Linked DNA regions of Mus musculus: regions 2 and 3 are each linked to region 1. The links are chromatin contacts, called in public promoter capture Hi-C maps. All regions are on one chromosome and are shown on one strand. The core of a region is the stretch at or near the end of the contact, and the rest is flanking DNA. Distances in the headings are between cores, read along the strand shown.

Evidence for each region. Capture Hi-C pulls out chosen DNA fragments and counts their contacts.
Region 2: a promoter capture Hi-C map of pancreatic islet shows a contact between it and region 1. The contact joins two enhancer-like sites. A contact is called at or near these places in 1 of 115 datasets of contacts at active chromatin or transcription factors (embryonic stem cells) and 3 of 9 other capture datasets (adipose tissue, liver and pancreatic islet).
Region 3: a contact with region 1 is called in a promoter capture Hi-C map of pancreatic islet. The contact joins two enhancer-like sites. A contact is called at or near these places in 2 of 9 other capture datasets (adipose tissue and pancreatic islet).

Annotation. Positions count from the first base shown.
Region 1 is chr5:121,946,772-121,951,765 of GRCm38.p6, reverse strand. All of the region lies in intron 2 of Cux2 (cut-like homeobox 2), which reads left to right. Among named protein-coding and RNA genes, the nearest start is that of Gm52785, 82 kb to the right of the region's middle. Within about 2 kb of position 2,950, at least 96 of the 459 cell types and tissues checked have an H3K27ac peak or open chromatin away from gene starts, as enhancers often do. A contact at or near this core is called in pancreatic islet, where this site is marked.
Region 2 is chr5:121,781,595-121,786,588 of GRCm38.p6, reverse strand. It overlaps Atxn2 (ataxin 2), which reads right to left. Exons shown (of 25, transcript NM_009125.2): 11 at 2,550-2,732; 12 at 1,177-1,374; 13 at 723-830; 14 at 185-255. Among named protein-coding and RNA genes, the nearest start is that of Mir7031, 35 kb to the left of the region's middle. Within about 2 kb of position 2,313, at least 34 of the 459 cell types and tissues checked have an H3K27ac peak or open chromatin away from gene starts, as enhancers often do. A contact at or near this core is called in pancreatic islet, where this site is marked.
Region 3 is chr5:121,805,354-121,810,347 of GRCm38.p6, reverse strand. Atxn2 (ataxin 2) reads right to left here. Exons shown (of 25, transcript NM_009125.2): 21 at 4,073-4,126. Among named protein-coding and RNA genes, the nearest start is that of Mir7031, 11 kb to the left of the region's middle. Within about 2 kb of position 3,002, at least 51 of the 459 cell types and tissues checked have an H3K27ac peak or open chromatin away from gene starts, as enhancers often do. A contact at or near this core is called in pancreatic islet, where this site is marked.

The sequences.
Region 1 (4,994 bases), core at 1,701-4,200:
AGCTGACTCTCGGAACAGAGGGCTGGGGGTCTCCTCTTCAGAGGATCTCCCAGGGTGCCATGTGGCTAGGCAGCACTGTGGTACCCCAGAGATGAAGTAGGGGGGATTGGTTTCTCGAATGAGGGGCAGCCAGCTCCGGGTTAGTGAATTTTGCTTCTGTCTGTCAAAGTGATCCTCTACCTCTCAGAGCCTCTGTTTCCTCATCCATATAATGGGATAAAAATACGCCTATCTCACAGGAATATAGCTTACATAATTCACAGAATTACTCCACGGGATTCCACAAATGTGTATCATTTTATTCTTTGTATAGGCACTAAAATATATAAAGATACATTAAAAAAAAACAACAGAGACCCACTCCATGCAAAGTGTCTGGGCTGTAGGGGCCAGGGATAAGGTATAGCCAGCTTGTGGTCGGCAGAGGCAGACAGACTGACAGATATCCAGAGTGAAAAGCCTTCCCTTAAGGTCGCCCCTAGGCTTGTATCGGACTCGTGGGTCCTGGTGGACTGAGGACTCGCAGGCTGCCATTCTCGCCCGTTAACCGAACTTGCTTTAGTCGGAAGATTCTCTTTCATTTTAAAAGCCAGCCAGCGTAATAAATCTTGTCCCGAAATCTCGGCAGCACATCTCGGCTTGAGTGTGTGATAAATCTAATATTCTGTAGTCTCTGTGAAAGGGACCCTGGGCGGATCTGTATCAGAACGACGGGCCAACCAGTGACTTGCTCTTGGCTCGACAAGGCCAGCCCTCTCATCAGCTCTGTGTGGATGGACTCCCTCCATCCCTCCCATCCTCCATCCCGCACCCCCCCACCTCCCCCCCCCCCCCCGCTCGCTGTCCCCTCCCCACCTCCCCCCCCCCCCCCGCTCGCTGTCCCCTCCCCACCTCCCCCCCCCCGCTCGCTGTCCCCTCCCCACACTGAGACCATAGCTCTGAACCATGAATTCAAAGATTTCTTATCTGTGAAGGGGAACAGAATGGGTCCTGTGGTCTTTGGGACACCAGGAGGGTCAGGCTCAGCTCTCTTTTGTTTGTTCTACAACTAGCGTCCAGGCCCCTGTGATGCCAGTGTGGTGTTGAGGGTTAGGAGACTATAAAGAAGACAGAGATGCACCCGTGGGGTGTGGGCATTCACACCCACCAGAGTGGATACTGGTGACAGGGCCTGTGGTAGGATATACAGGAGTCAGGACCAGTGGCATTTGGGAATTTGTGGCATCCGAGTCATGGCAGGGTGTGGCCAGTGCTTACCAGGATGGGGGGGGGGGGATCCACCTGCTATGCTGTGGCGGGACCCCAAGGACAGAATCAGCAGAGGGCAAGGTGCAGCTGAGGGAAGCTGATAGGTACTGCCAGCCTTTCTGTTTACTACTGAGTGGGTGGCTCAAGGTCAGAACAGATTTGTGTGGAGGGCCCTGGCCAAGGGTCACAGTGGGTGCCCTAGGAGGGAGGGTGTGTATGTATGTGTGAATCCCTCTTTATTCAGAGCTATGCAGAAGCCCAGTAGGGGCTCCAAAAATGGAGAGACACTGCCCCTTAACAACCAACTCTGCCCCTCACAACTTAAAAACTACTCCCTCTGAGCTTCAGTGTCTCTGGGCCTGGAGAAGGGACATCATACCAATACCCAGTGTGGTGCAGAGGCTGGAAGATTAAATACGGACAGACATACAGACATACAGAATACAGACATACAGAATACGGACAGACAGATGTGCAAGGTACCCGGAGTGGAGACTTAGCCAGCCCTGAGCTTTGGTGTTCCCTGATCACGTGACCGTGGGACCATGCGACCGTGGGCCCAGGAAACTTCTCACTGTTTCCCCATCTGCATGGTGGCAATCCCAGGGCTTCATGGTGTCACTGGGTCCTAGCTCCACTGGGCTGAGTCACCTGTTAGTTGCCAGCTTGCCTGAAGACTCTGGTATTCTACTGTGTCCCAAGTGGAACCTGTCCCCTGCCATTTGTGTGGGAACAGGGGCCTCTGACCCAGAAGTCTTTGTCACCCACCTGGTTGTCAAAGGCAAAGAAGTTTCCTCCACTGTTCACAATGTGAGTAGCCTCTTCTTAAGCCAGTACCCTGGACCCAAGAGCTCCCTCTCTGTGCCCTGCAACCTATAGGCCTCTACCAAGAAGCCTTTATATCTAACATCTAGACTGTCCCCAGAGAAGAATTCCGGCCTTCACAAGAGACCATGTGACAGTTTATTTTGATTAATATCAGTGTGGAGAGGCAAAAGGAACACTGGCTCCAGTCTGCATGGCCCCACCATTTGATTCAGGAATGTTTATGCCAAAGGGGCAGGGTGGAGGGCGTTGCTGTGAGGGTCTGATGGGCCCCAGGGCCCTGCTTCCCTCCTTTCCCAGACCTCTCAGCTCCTGCCTGGAGGCTGTGATGTCCTTTTATGTATGTCGGGGATCACCTGGTCCTCACCCAGCTGCCAGAGTGTGTGTGGAAAGGAACAGAGACCAGGCCATCCCCCTGCCTCAGAGACGAGAGGCAGGTGGGTGAGGCTCTTCAACATTGTTGAGAGAAGATAGATGGCCTGGAACCCTCTCTGTAGAGATCACCTCTGGGCCCCACCTTGATGGGCACGCAAGAGGCCCTCCCCGTGCTTAGAAAGGAATAAACAGCGTTTAATGAAGTTACATTGTAACATAATGGGGATCATAAAACCACCGTCATCCTGCAGGGTCCCCGGACGGTCTTTATTATCGACTGTGCCGGAATCGGCTTTGCAGCGCTCAGGCTGCAGCTGTGAGAAGAATGCAAAAGTCTCCTTAAATTACCTGCTGGACGTAACCAGTGGAACATTCCATGGGCCCCCCCTCCCCACGTGCCCCGGGGATGCTGCCGTCGGGCGGCGGTCTGTCAGAGTCACTCACTGCAGCACAACAGATGTTCGCCCTGCTCCTCCATCCGCTGTTTGATGAGAAATTTACTGCTCTCCCGCTGGGCAGGCAGCCCCTCTCGGCGGCCTGGGCTATGAGACAGGCCAGCCGCTGGCTGCCGGCCAGGGCCAGGCTGTTTTGATGGAAGCCATGAAAAGCTCTGGCTTGGAAGGCGCCGGCGATAATGCACCGGCTAGACTCTCCTGATTGGCCGATCGATCGGCCTGATTTGATTTATTGATCAATCCCCTCAAATTTGGCGTCTGAGAAGCTGCAGTGATCTTTAACTGCGGTGAACGTCTCCGCCTGCCGGAGAATGAGCCCCCACTAAGGAATGTATGAAAGGAACCGGGGCTTATCTTAATCACACACCGGCCTGGTGCTGGCCGAGCCCCGCCGTGCGCCGCCCCATCGCCCGGGCAGCCCTGCGCTGATCTATAAATTGATGGAATTCAAAGCCTCCAGCATCGATTACCGTTATAACAAACAGCGGTGCGCAGAATGTCTGATTATTTTTAGACAAAGATTCTGTTCTCTCAGCAGCAATTTTGCTGAGCCTGTCACTGGCTCAGAAGTCTGTTGATTGCAATTAGATGCAAATACAAAAAAAAAAAATTAAACTCTGCAGCCTCTCTCCTGTTTCCAGTTATTAAATCTCTCTCTTTGTTTGCCGTTTCCTCATGATATCTACAGCTGGGTGAGATACTTGGTTGGCAGAACAAGATCCTTGGGATCCGATGAAGAAGTGGGGCGGGGGTGGGGATGCCCTGACCTGCATACTGGATAATTTCCATGGGGGTGGGGCGTGACTTATCTTGGGGGAGGGGAACCCACAGAAGGTGTGTAAGGATTTCCACTAAAAGAGTGCAAAGGTTCCAGGCAGAGTGATGCTTGCTTTTTGTCCCAGCACTCTGGAGGTAGAGGCTGGAGTTTAAGATCAGGAGTTTAAGGTCATCATTAGCCACATGGTAGAGTCAGGGCTAGCCTGGGAAACATGAGTCTTGGGGGATCAGAGAAGGGGGGAAGATGAAAGATAAAGGTATTTAAGGTAGTGCTTTGGAGGCAGACTGCTCACAAATTCAAGACCAGCCTGGACTGAGTAGTTAAATCCTGTGTCAAAAAAAAAAAAAAAAAAAAAAAAAAATGAAAACCAACACAAGAGGCTGCAGGTGTCTCAGTGGCCCCATGAGTAAAGAGGCTCTTAGTGTGTGCTCCTAGGTAAAACCCCAAACACAGCAGCATGTTTCTGGAATCCCAGTGCTTTGAGGTCAGATGTGTGCAAAGACAGGAAGAGGCACATCTGATAAAGATGGAAAGCAAACGAAGAAAATAACTAATGCCGACTCCTGTGTGCATGCACAGGCCCGCACACACGGGGGTGGGGGTGGCTGGGCTGGATGCAGAGGTGTTAAAACCCAGCTCAGGACATCAAGCGCAGACTCAGAGCCAGTTGAGCATCTCTGATGAGTGGGTGTGGTCTACCGGTTCTTCATGGCATCTGAGACCTTACCAGGTGTGCAGGCCCCATCCTGGGAACCCCTCAGCCTCGGAGGTGGGTGCCACTTGGAATAATGAGTTTCCACACAGGGACCACAGGTGGCACCCTTTCTGCACTGGCAGAACAAGCTTCAGGCAATTGTGGGTACAAGCAAAGTAGGTACCCCCTGTTGCCCAGCCTGGCGGCCAGCATCCTGGCTCTTGAAGAGCCCATCCGTCATCCTGGCATCCTCTGGTTGATCTGTGTTCTTGGAACCATTAGCCCCAGAGTCCTTGACAGGGGAATAGCTGTGAAGCTGAGCCCATCAGTGGGGCAGCAGAGACTGACAATTCATTATGCGGTTGGATGGAGAGAGGACTCAGGTGACAGTGCCAAGGCCTCTTGGTTCCCAAAAGCCAGCTCCACTCGGAATTGGCAGCCTTGGGCTAATTTTAGAACACTCGACATTGATAATACAGGAGGAGGGGCTGCGGCTTGGACTCTGGGATCAGATGGACTGGGCTCAGGAAGACATCAAGGCCAAGGACATCTCTTCCACTGCCCTGGAAGGATCCCACAGGAGAGCAGGTGGGGAGCCTGAAGGGTCACCATGGGACAG
Region 2 (4,994 bases), core at 1,064-3,563, 160 kb after region 1:
ATAATGCAAACACTCATATGCATGAAAAACAACTGAAAAGAAGTTTAGCTTGCTGTACAAATGACTTAAGACAAGAGCGTATGTGTGTGCGTGTGTTTTAATAGTGTACTTTTGTGAACTGGCCATAAAAATCATTATGTTTGCTATTTCTTTTTTAATTCTAACCAGTCGATAAAGAACTTACCCTAAAATCATTCTTAAACTTCTTTAAGTCATCAATCTGTTTTCTGTGTTCAGAAACAACTGGTGACATACCTGTAAAACCAAAACCTGTTAGATTCCAATTTACTTTTACCTTTAAACTTAAAATTGTTAAATATGGAATGTTAGAAATGAGAACAGAGGCCAGGAGTGTTGGTGCACCTCTATAACATCTTTAATCTCAGCACTGGGGCTGAGGGGAAGAGATAAATAAGAAATGAAGACAGATCTATCACGTAAAGACTAGCAATGCAAGTATCTGTCTGGCTAAACACTTTGCTATTTCTATAATTGTGTCTAAAAACTTTAACAAGGGCTGGAGAGATGGCTCAGTGGGTAAGAGCACCGACTGCTCATCCGAAGGTCCAGAGTCCAAATCCCAGCAACCACATGGTGGCTCACAACCATCTGTAACGAGATCTGACTCCCTCTTCTGGAGTGTCTGAAGACAGCTACAGTGTACTTACATATAATAAACAAATAAATCTTTTAAAAAAAAAAAAACTTTAACAAACTCTAACCTTTGTTGTCAGCTTTTGAAAAGCTAGGTGATGTTTCACTTGCTTTAACATTTTCTTTACTCCCTGCAGGAGAGTTCTGCCTCTGATCTTGAAGCCTGGAATCTTTTGCTAGAAAACAAGTTTAAAAAAGCAAAAAACTAGTATTAGACAGAAATTAGGACAATAGTGTGAGTAAATACCAAACACTTCTAACCTTCTGGCTTAGGGGAAAATGGGTTTCATTAAACTGAGTTTATTCCCTGTTAGTCATCACATCAAAATTCAATAACCATGCTCATACAACAGGCACGTCATACTAGGACAGGCCAGAGCCTCTGATGCCAGACATTAGTTAATATACATGGAATAGTTCTACCAGAGACAGAATCTTGCATCCACAAAAGCATCACTGTGTATTGAGAACACAACTCTTGGCCATGCATGGATTACAACAGGAAAGGTGTTGGTTGCATACCCTCAATAGATGGGGTCAGTGCTCTGTTGGATGCAGGGCTGGCAGGAGTCGGAGATGCGGCGGGAACAGGCATGGAAACGGCTTCTGCAGGGATGATGCCAGCTTGGGGAGAAGCAAGCACAGGCCCGCTGGGAGAGTTTCCAATGCTGCTCTGCCTGGGAGACCTGGGTCTGTGAGTTTTGGGAGATAACCTTGGAACTAGAAGCAAAAAGATACTCATTAAATTCTCAGAAGTATCTTATGGCAGAAGTCAACAATCTCTAAGTACCACCGTGGTTTCCCTCCTAATTAAATGAGTGAACTTTTAAGTATTTGAGTCAAGTTCAATGGCAAGCCAAAGCATACTTAAGTTAAAAAAAAAGACGACATTCAAAGTGTAACATTTATTCAAGGTGAGAGATCTCTACCATGCCTCTCTCCTCTCCTTCCATCAATACACGAAATAAAATTGATGGTAGCTTGCTGCCAAGCCTATGTGCTTTTACTTGCAATATAAAGATCCACCGCCAGTGCTGAAGGAAATTAGGACGCACCTAGCCTCAAGGGGTACGTAACACAGAATGAACGCCTTCCACACAACTGCTTAATGCTTCCTAATCCAATAAAAACCTATTTGCAGGCTTCAGACTAAAGGGGTCAATGAAAATGGTTCAATCAAACATTATAGAAGGAAACTGTTCACAACTCTAACTTTCCATGGAAAGACCAACCCCGTAACACGATTCTCACTATATCCCTCAACTGTCTCTATTCTTGTATTTATAAAAGGTTGCTTATTTATAATAGGGTTAAAACGCCTCAAGCTTCTTTTCTTGTTAATCTTCAGTTTAAAAGGCTAAGAAGAATAGCACAAAGAAATTTACAGGACAATCACTACAACTGCACACCTTACAGGGGTGAGCGCACTGTCTGTCTAGTTTTTTAAGCTTAAAGACCTTTTCCTGGTAAGGCCAAAAGAACAGGCACAAGCTCTAGCTCTGGACTCCCGGGAGGAAGCACTACAGACCAACAAGACCAACTCAGCAGCCCAAGCAGTCTGGCCTAATTCCAAATCTGCTCCAAGCAGGACCTTGGCTGCAGCTGCTGACGGTCAGAGACTCATAACAAAAGCTGAGCCTCTCCTGGCGCAGACTACTCCTTGAGGAGCACCAAGCGACTATCTGTTTACTCCACACACGGATGCCATGGAAACCCGCAGCAGTAAGAAACCTAAGCAGGTTTACAAAATGTATACAGGGTCAGAGTTCCAGAGGGATGGGACAGTTCCTTCAACTCGTGTCTTGATAACCATGGTAACTGGCAACAGCTGCTTATGCCACCACATTTAATCTGTATTTAATCTCAGATCTTCAGCTCTGCAGTGTCATACCTACCCCCACTGACCACTGAGGACCACGTTCCCCCTGCAGGACTGGTCCTTGCCACTGGAGGAGCAGCTGCTTCACTTGGGGGATTGTGGGATACAAATTCTAGGCCACTAGACATGGAGCCTCTCCCAGCAGAGACTCTGTGATTCCGAGGGTGGCGCTGTGCCTTTGGAGACATCCTTGGGGGTCCTGAGGAAGACAGAAGGATGCCACAGGATATCACATCAGTCCTGCGGTGCCCACCTTACTGCTTTTCCTACTAGATACAGATATAACTCTTATTTCCTTAGCAGGTTTTCATTGGTTAGAATATGAATCACACTGTTATTGATTTCTGGCCACACTAAGAATTCTTTTGTGGTATGTCAATTATGTCAGTATGTTTTATTTTCCCCTTTTACAATTTGTTTTACTTTTAATTATATTGTGTGTATGTGTCTGTGTGAGGGTGTGCACCTGAGTTCCTCTGGAAAGCAGAAAGCTGTCTGACAGCTGACCCATCTTTCCAGCCTTATTTCCTTTTACTTTTAAAGCAAGGAGGAAATAAACTTGATGGTGAGAAATATAACAACATGGCCCAACAGTGTTTAACTACATGCATTTAAAAATAAGTTATAATAACGTTTTCGTAGGAAGCACAGATGCATGATGGGATATTATCAGTTTATCTTTCTAACAGATTTTACTATTTCCAAAATGAGACAAAAACCTTTTTTTTTTTTTGATAGGAACCAAACTTGGGAGCCCATACTTGTTAGGCTAGTGTTCTATCTCTGAGCTACATCCTTCAGGGCCCCAGGGGAAAAAGGAATTTAAGCAGCAACCTCAGATCTCCTCTCCATCTTTTGCCCAAGCCGTCCTCACATGTGCGTGGTTGGCTTGTAAGAGCAGAACAAGGAAAGTCTGCAGAAAGCTGCACTGTGAGAGCTGACGACAGTCACCATCACTGTCTCTGCCACCCATGGGGACTTCTGGGAATACAGCCTGTAGCACACAAGTCCAGAACTACCCCTCCTCTCAGAGGCCATGATGAGGACCCTAGCACATGCTCTCTGCTGTGTCCTCAGTGGGAACACAGTCAGACATGTGCTCTGAGGAAATGCTAACTCATGTTAGAATTTCCCCTTATTTAATGTTTAAAATGTATTCATTACTATAGGATATGTGTGGTATGGACTGGGTTTGTATGTGCTGGTGTGTGTGTGTGTGAAGTCATCTTTGTGGAGTCACTTCTCTTTTTGCACTTTTCCCATGGCACGCTTTCTGGGCAGTCCAAAAGCAGCCCTTTCATCTGACTACAATGCAATGCTTTCTGACACATTCGAGGAATAAGCACCTCCACCCAAACGTCTGCAACAGCTCCCTGTTGCTGCTAGGAGTCACCAGAGAGGCACGCATTGAAAGTCTGTGACATCTGCCTTTGCAACATTGTATTCTTCTGCCTTGAATTCCCTTCTGTGTGGGCAAAAATTTAACAGTAGCCAATATAGTTTATTCCCAAACACCTTCTTTAGAAAACTTTAATGGTCTTGATCAGTTATATTCACTATGATTTTACCAAGACAAGGTGATTAGAATATAAACACAAATGCTCTGAACAAAGGACATTGTTACTTAGAACTTACAACCTGCATTAAATCAGAATGCTACCTTTTTCGGGCAGGGTGTCAGGGTGGCTGGGATAGGGTCTCACCATATAGTCCTGGCAGCCTTAGAACTCATTATATATGAGACAAACTGACCTCAACTTTCAGCAATCCTCTTGCCTGTGGCCTGGGCACTGGGATTATAGGCATGTGCCACTAATCAAAGTATATGACATGCAACAATGGTGAATTCAGCAACAAATACACACAATTTGGCATGAGCCAAAAAGACAGAAAAGGCTCAAATCTATACCTGTTTTGTAATTGATAAACTTTAAATAAAGGTCTCCCCACAGATTAAAGCAGCCTTCCACTACAGTGATATTATAAAACTAATTTAAAATAATTATTCAATTAAATTAGTAATTCCTCAGGCACTCTAAATACTACTGTTACCTGAGGGCAGACGTACAAGGCCACTACAAGGGATGTCATGGATCACTAAGAACCCCAAAATAGTACTCCTGCCTTTGGCCAACAGGAAGGTTCGCTGGCACCATTACCAAGGAGCTGAATGTGGCAGCCTCCATAACCCCACCCACCTCCAGGAGCAGAAATGCCCAGTTCATCACTGTTACTGTCCAGGCCGAGACCTTCCTGGGCTGCACAGGAGTACTATTACCAGACAGGTCGGAGCCCATCTCTATATGCAGGGCAGTGCAGGGCTTTATACATAGCACTTATCAAATTTTAATCTAGTGAACAAAAGGTTATTAGAAATAGCTTTAATAAACTAAAGTTAAAACACAAAAATTATAGGTTATTAAATAATGAAGAGGAAACTATTTTGTAATCATAACCTCAC
Region 3 (4,994 bases), core at 1,753-4,252, 140 kb after region 1:
TTAGCTAGAAAAATACCAAAGGAACAGTTTTTCTTAACACTCTTAAAATGTGACTCTACGACAATGACCCTGAGGCTGCTCTTTATGCATCTAGGAGGGGCCCCACCTTGGTACCAACCAAGGAGATCAAGTATTAAGTGAACCTGTGCCTTTACAGAGCAGCAGCCTGGGAATGAGAACTCCAGGAAGGTCGCTGCTCCTGTGACTCTGGACAGCTCACGACACAAACTAAACATCAAGCAGAAAATGGACTGCTCTCAAGCTATCTCTATCTCTCTCTCAGCACTGAACCCTTAGCCCTCCACAGCCAAGCCCACACACAGATGTGTCACAGTTTCATGCACTTTAGATAATATGTCAGCAAACACAGCTATGATGTGGACAGAGAAGCACCAAAACTTCCAAGAATAGCACACATGGAGGACTCTGGCTGTGTGCCAGCTGAGTGGTGTCCCGGGTTAGGGACAGGAAACATTCATGAGATGTCACAGTGCAGGGCAGGGCATTCTGTTTCCAATGGTCGGAGCTGGCATGGCCTGTGTGTCCACCTGCCAAGGCCACAGCCCTCACTCACCAGTGTCCCTCAGTATCCAGGTGAGACTGATGAAGGCAACTGTGTTTAGAACCTGGTACAGTTTCCCTGACTGTATTAGTCAACAGATGTGTAAAGAGAAAACTACGGCAGCCTAACGTCACAATGTTTTCAGTGAGTCAGGGAGACCAGTCCATCCTCTAATTCCCTGACTGTGAAAAGCACTTAAGAACGACTTTTGTTTTTAGAGACAACAACTACAGGTCTGCAACTATAGACTAGGCTGCTAGATGGTGATAACTGGTCCACATGTCTCATTCTAAAACCACAAACATTAAAGCCCCATCCAGTGTTTAGTAAGTGTTTCCTTTATAGCAATGTTAAGTCCAACTGAGGGAAAGCAACCCTAAATGTTTATTTATGAGATTTCATAAAGATAGAGGATATAGGAGCTCAAGTATTCAAACTAAAAAAAAGTTTAAGAAAACATAAATAAAAGGCTTGGAGACACAGCTCAGTGCAAAGCTTTGCACAGAAGGCCCTGAGTTCCAGTCCTGGAACAGGTGGGAAAACAAGTAACTCTGAAGGAAGCTCTAGCAAAATGCAGTGGAAACACGGCCACCGCAGTCATAGTAACTATGTCCATCAAGTCTCAGAATTACATCTGTCAACTGGGAAAATGGGAAAGTCTTGATACTGTCACTTGGAAAGAGAATTAAAAGATCCTTTCCCTTCTTTGTTTGGTTTTTCTTCTTTTATAGCTTAAGTTGGCCTGGAACCCACCCTCCCCAACTCCATCTTCCAAGTGGATCCGCACCGGGGTACCATACCCAGCCAGGATCAAAATCAAACAGCTTTATTACTCATAGTTTATGCTTAAGATTGGAGCCAGAGCCTCCTGCATCCTAAGTACACAGTCTACCACTGAGCTACACTGAGCCATGTTCTTAAGATTGAATAACTAGAGGCAGGGCTTGGTGGAACCCACGCAACCCTCAAGCTTGACAGCAGCTGACCCTCCCACCTTAGCTCTTCACATGGCAGGGCCACACTTTCACTACCACATCCAGTTTAAAATTTTATTTTTATATAAAAGGGCATTTAAAGGCTAGGCTCTCACAGGAAGTGTGTTCTTATCATTGAGCCACCTTCCTGGCCCTATTAGACATCTTTTAAAAAGATTGATTTTTATTATATGCATATGAGTGTTTTGCCAGTGCAACACACACATGTGCAGTGCTCACAGAGACCAGCACAGAATACTGGATCCCATGGAACTACAGTTACAGATATAGTTACACATGGGTGCTGGCAACCAAACCTGAATCCTCTGCAAGAGTAACCAGTGCTCTGAACTGCTGAGCTGTCTCTCCAGGCCCTAGTATGCATTTTAACAAAACACTTTCAGGAGCATCCAGAGAAATGTTTCCATCTGCTCACTTTCTGGCTCAAAGAGGCCTAAAAAACAAGTACCTTATGTAACCCTTTCCCCTTGACTATAATGTGAGAAATCGGGAAATGGGAACCAACACTGTAATTCCAGCAACAGCAAAACTAAGGGCAATAAAAAGCGGGAGAGGGGCTGGTGAGATGGCTCAGCAGTTAAGAGCACTGACTGCTCTTCCGAAGGTCCTGAGTTCACATCCCAGCAACCACATGGTGGCTCACAACCATCTGTAATGAGATTTGATGCCCTCTTCTGGTGTGTCTGAAGACAGCTACAGCGTACTTACATATAATAAATAAATAAATCTTTAAAAAAAAAATCAGGGAGAGGGAAATTAGAGAAACAACAGAACAGAAAAGACTGGGGAAGGTAACCAAGAGCAGTCTTTGGAGAGTGGCAAGCAAGGCTCTCAGCCAAGGGCAGGATTGAATGGCTTTTCCTCTGCTGGTTAATTTAACTACTTGGGAGACTAGAAAGACCATGAATCCCCTCAGATGTTCTGAAATCGTTATTCAGCAGCTAAACTACTACTTACAAGGCTCAAACAGTCTCCCGAGAGTTGGGTGAGAGGACAAAGCGCTTCTTGACTTAAGTATTTAAAATTCTAAATATGTCAACTCTTTTTTTAACATTAACTAGATTCCAGAAACAGTCCCCTAAGTCATGAGGTTAACAAAAGCGAATTCAGTCCTCAGGACCAGATGTTCACTCTGTAAATAGTTTCTATCATTTTGACCTTGGATGTACAAGTCATTCGTGATCACTAGCACTGGAAACACTGAAAATAAGCAGAACAGGATCCTCCAACTTCAATAATTCCAAAAAGGGGATATAACTCAAGGAGATTTTAGGGGGCAGAGGGGATAAAAGACATCACACTAAGGCGAGGCAAAACCGCAGTGGACTAGGGCAGAACACTGCGGTGACTAAAATCCCCAACAACAGCTGCTGGCTTTAGTGCTGACTCCTTTCATGAGGAAGCTGTGCTCAGGCTGTTAGTGCTTAGGGATGATTCAAGACCTTTCAGCCATCTGCCAAGGAAATGACTATGACTGTAACAGCCAGCAGGATGGTAAGGATAACTGCACTAGAGACCTCAAACTGTGCTCCTGAAATCCTCAGGGACATTCTCAATAAGACTACTTTTCCAAGAGCACATGAAAGGGCTCTATTTGTTAACTTATCCCAGGCACCAAAAAGTAGCAACTAATTAATGAAAATTTAAGGTAAAAATGTTTCCAAAACCCTGATGATTGAGTAGTCATTCCAAAATAGCCCAAAATTTAGTCCCAAATTTAATAACATTAAATCTTATTGTTTGTTAGGACTCATGTTTCATACAAAGTGACATCAGCACACACATTTCTAAAAGGTCTCTTAGTAATTAGCCTATCAAAGCCCATGATCTGCTTCCCGGTAAAGCAGGAAAACTCCATCTCCTAAGCTCCCTTAGGGAAGAAGGTAGCCTAGACCACACATTGTTACAGGCTTCAGGACACTTCCAGAGGCCTTCACACTTTAAGCCTCTAGTCATGCAAATAGCGCTAAGACAGAACTGTGTCTCTAACTACTTCACCTGTGCTACAGGAATCTCAGTGAGGTCACTTCTCTGCAGCCCAGAACACTACTCACTAGTACTTTAAGCTTTGCACAAGCTTGTGGCTTAGTATAAAATACTACCAACAGTTCAGAAAAAGTCTCCCAGAATGAGGAAAACAAGGTATTTCCCATACAGCTACACTCTTGCGTTGTATTCAAAATGGCTTCCTGAAAGAACTCAGTCTTTGATTCCAATTTTCTTAAGCTATGACATAAGACATAGTTCTTTTGTCAAAACTCTGAATTATACAAACAGAGCCACAAATCTTAACTTTACCTTTTTTTTTTTTGTACTAGGGAATGAATTCAGGGCCTGGTGCATGCTAGAGCAAGTTACTCCACCACTGAGCCACATCCCCAGCCCAGACATGCATACTTTGAATAATTCTGTCTGGTAGAAAGAAAATGTTCTCCAACAAATTAGCTACTTTAACACGTATCCCTTAAATAGTGTTTACTGTGTAGTTAAAATTAGTATAAAAACCCCAACTCACTGGCAAAGTAGAAAGAAGGGCTTGTCTCCTTGTTGTATGGTAATTTGGGACATGCTGAATGTGGGAAATAGAAAGGTAAATTAGCCTCTTGAGGTGTGCATTCCTGATGCTCTGGAAAGGCCGACACATTCAGTGATCTTTTGTATTCACGCACAGTTCGTTTGGTCAGGGGTGACCAGCACTGTAAATAAGCATTGCTGCAGAGATTTACAAGCGAACAGGACTGAACCGGAAGGCTTTCCTTCTGTACTGAGGTAGCAAGTCCACACGCTGACTTGCTTAAATAAAAAGAATAAGATTATTATCTGATAGAGAACCGTTAACTGATAAAAAGACCAACATGGCATCCATCAAACAGCCTTGTCATAAGCAAGGTACCCAGATAAAACAGTATTTAAGCAAACTCATGATACATAATTTTTCACAGCAACACAAATGTCACCACAGGCCCTTGGGTAGTAAATCCCAAGGTTCATGACATAAAAATATAAATTTAAGTATCACACTATTCATACTAAAATGTGTCTGTCTAAAAGGGTATAATTAAAGCTCTGGGAGAATATATGAATATTAACAAGCAGATGTCAGGCAGAAGGATTACAGGAAATCCTATTTCTTTATGCTTATTGTACTTAAAAAAAAACTTATCTGCATTAAACTATACATGTTAAAAAATATTTAGCTGGTATGGTTGTTCACACCTCTAATCCTAGCACTTGGGAGGCAGAAGCAGGTGGATCTCTGAATTCAAGGCCAGCCTGGCCTATATAGCAAGTTCAAGGCCAGCCAGGGCTATACAGAGACCCTGTCTTTTTTTGGAGGAGTGGGAGTGGGGCTAGTGAGAGCACATTCAGTTCTTCTGGCTGACTTGTCAGTCAGACAGCTCTACCACTGAGTCTGAAAATGGAACCACTGCTGGAAT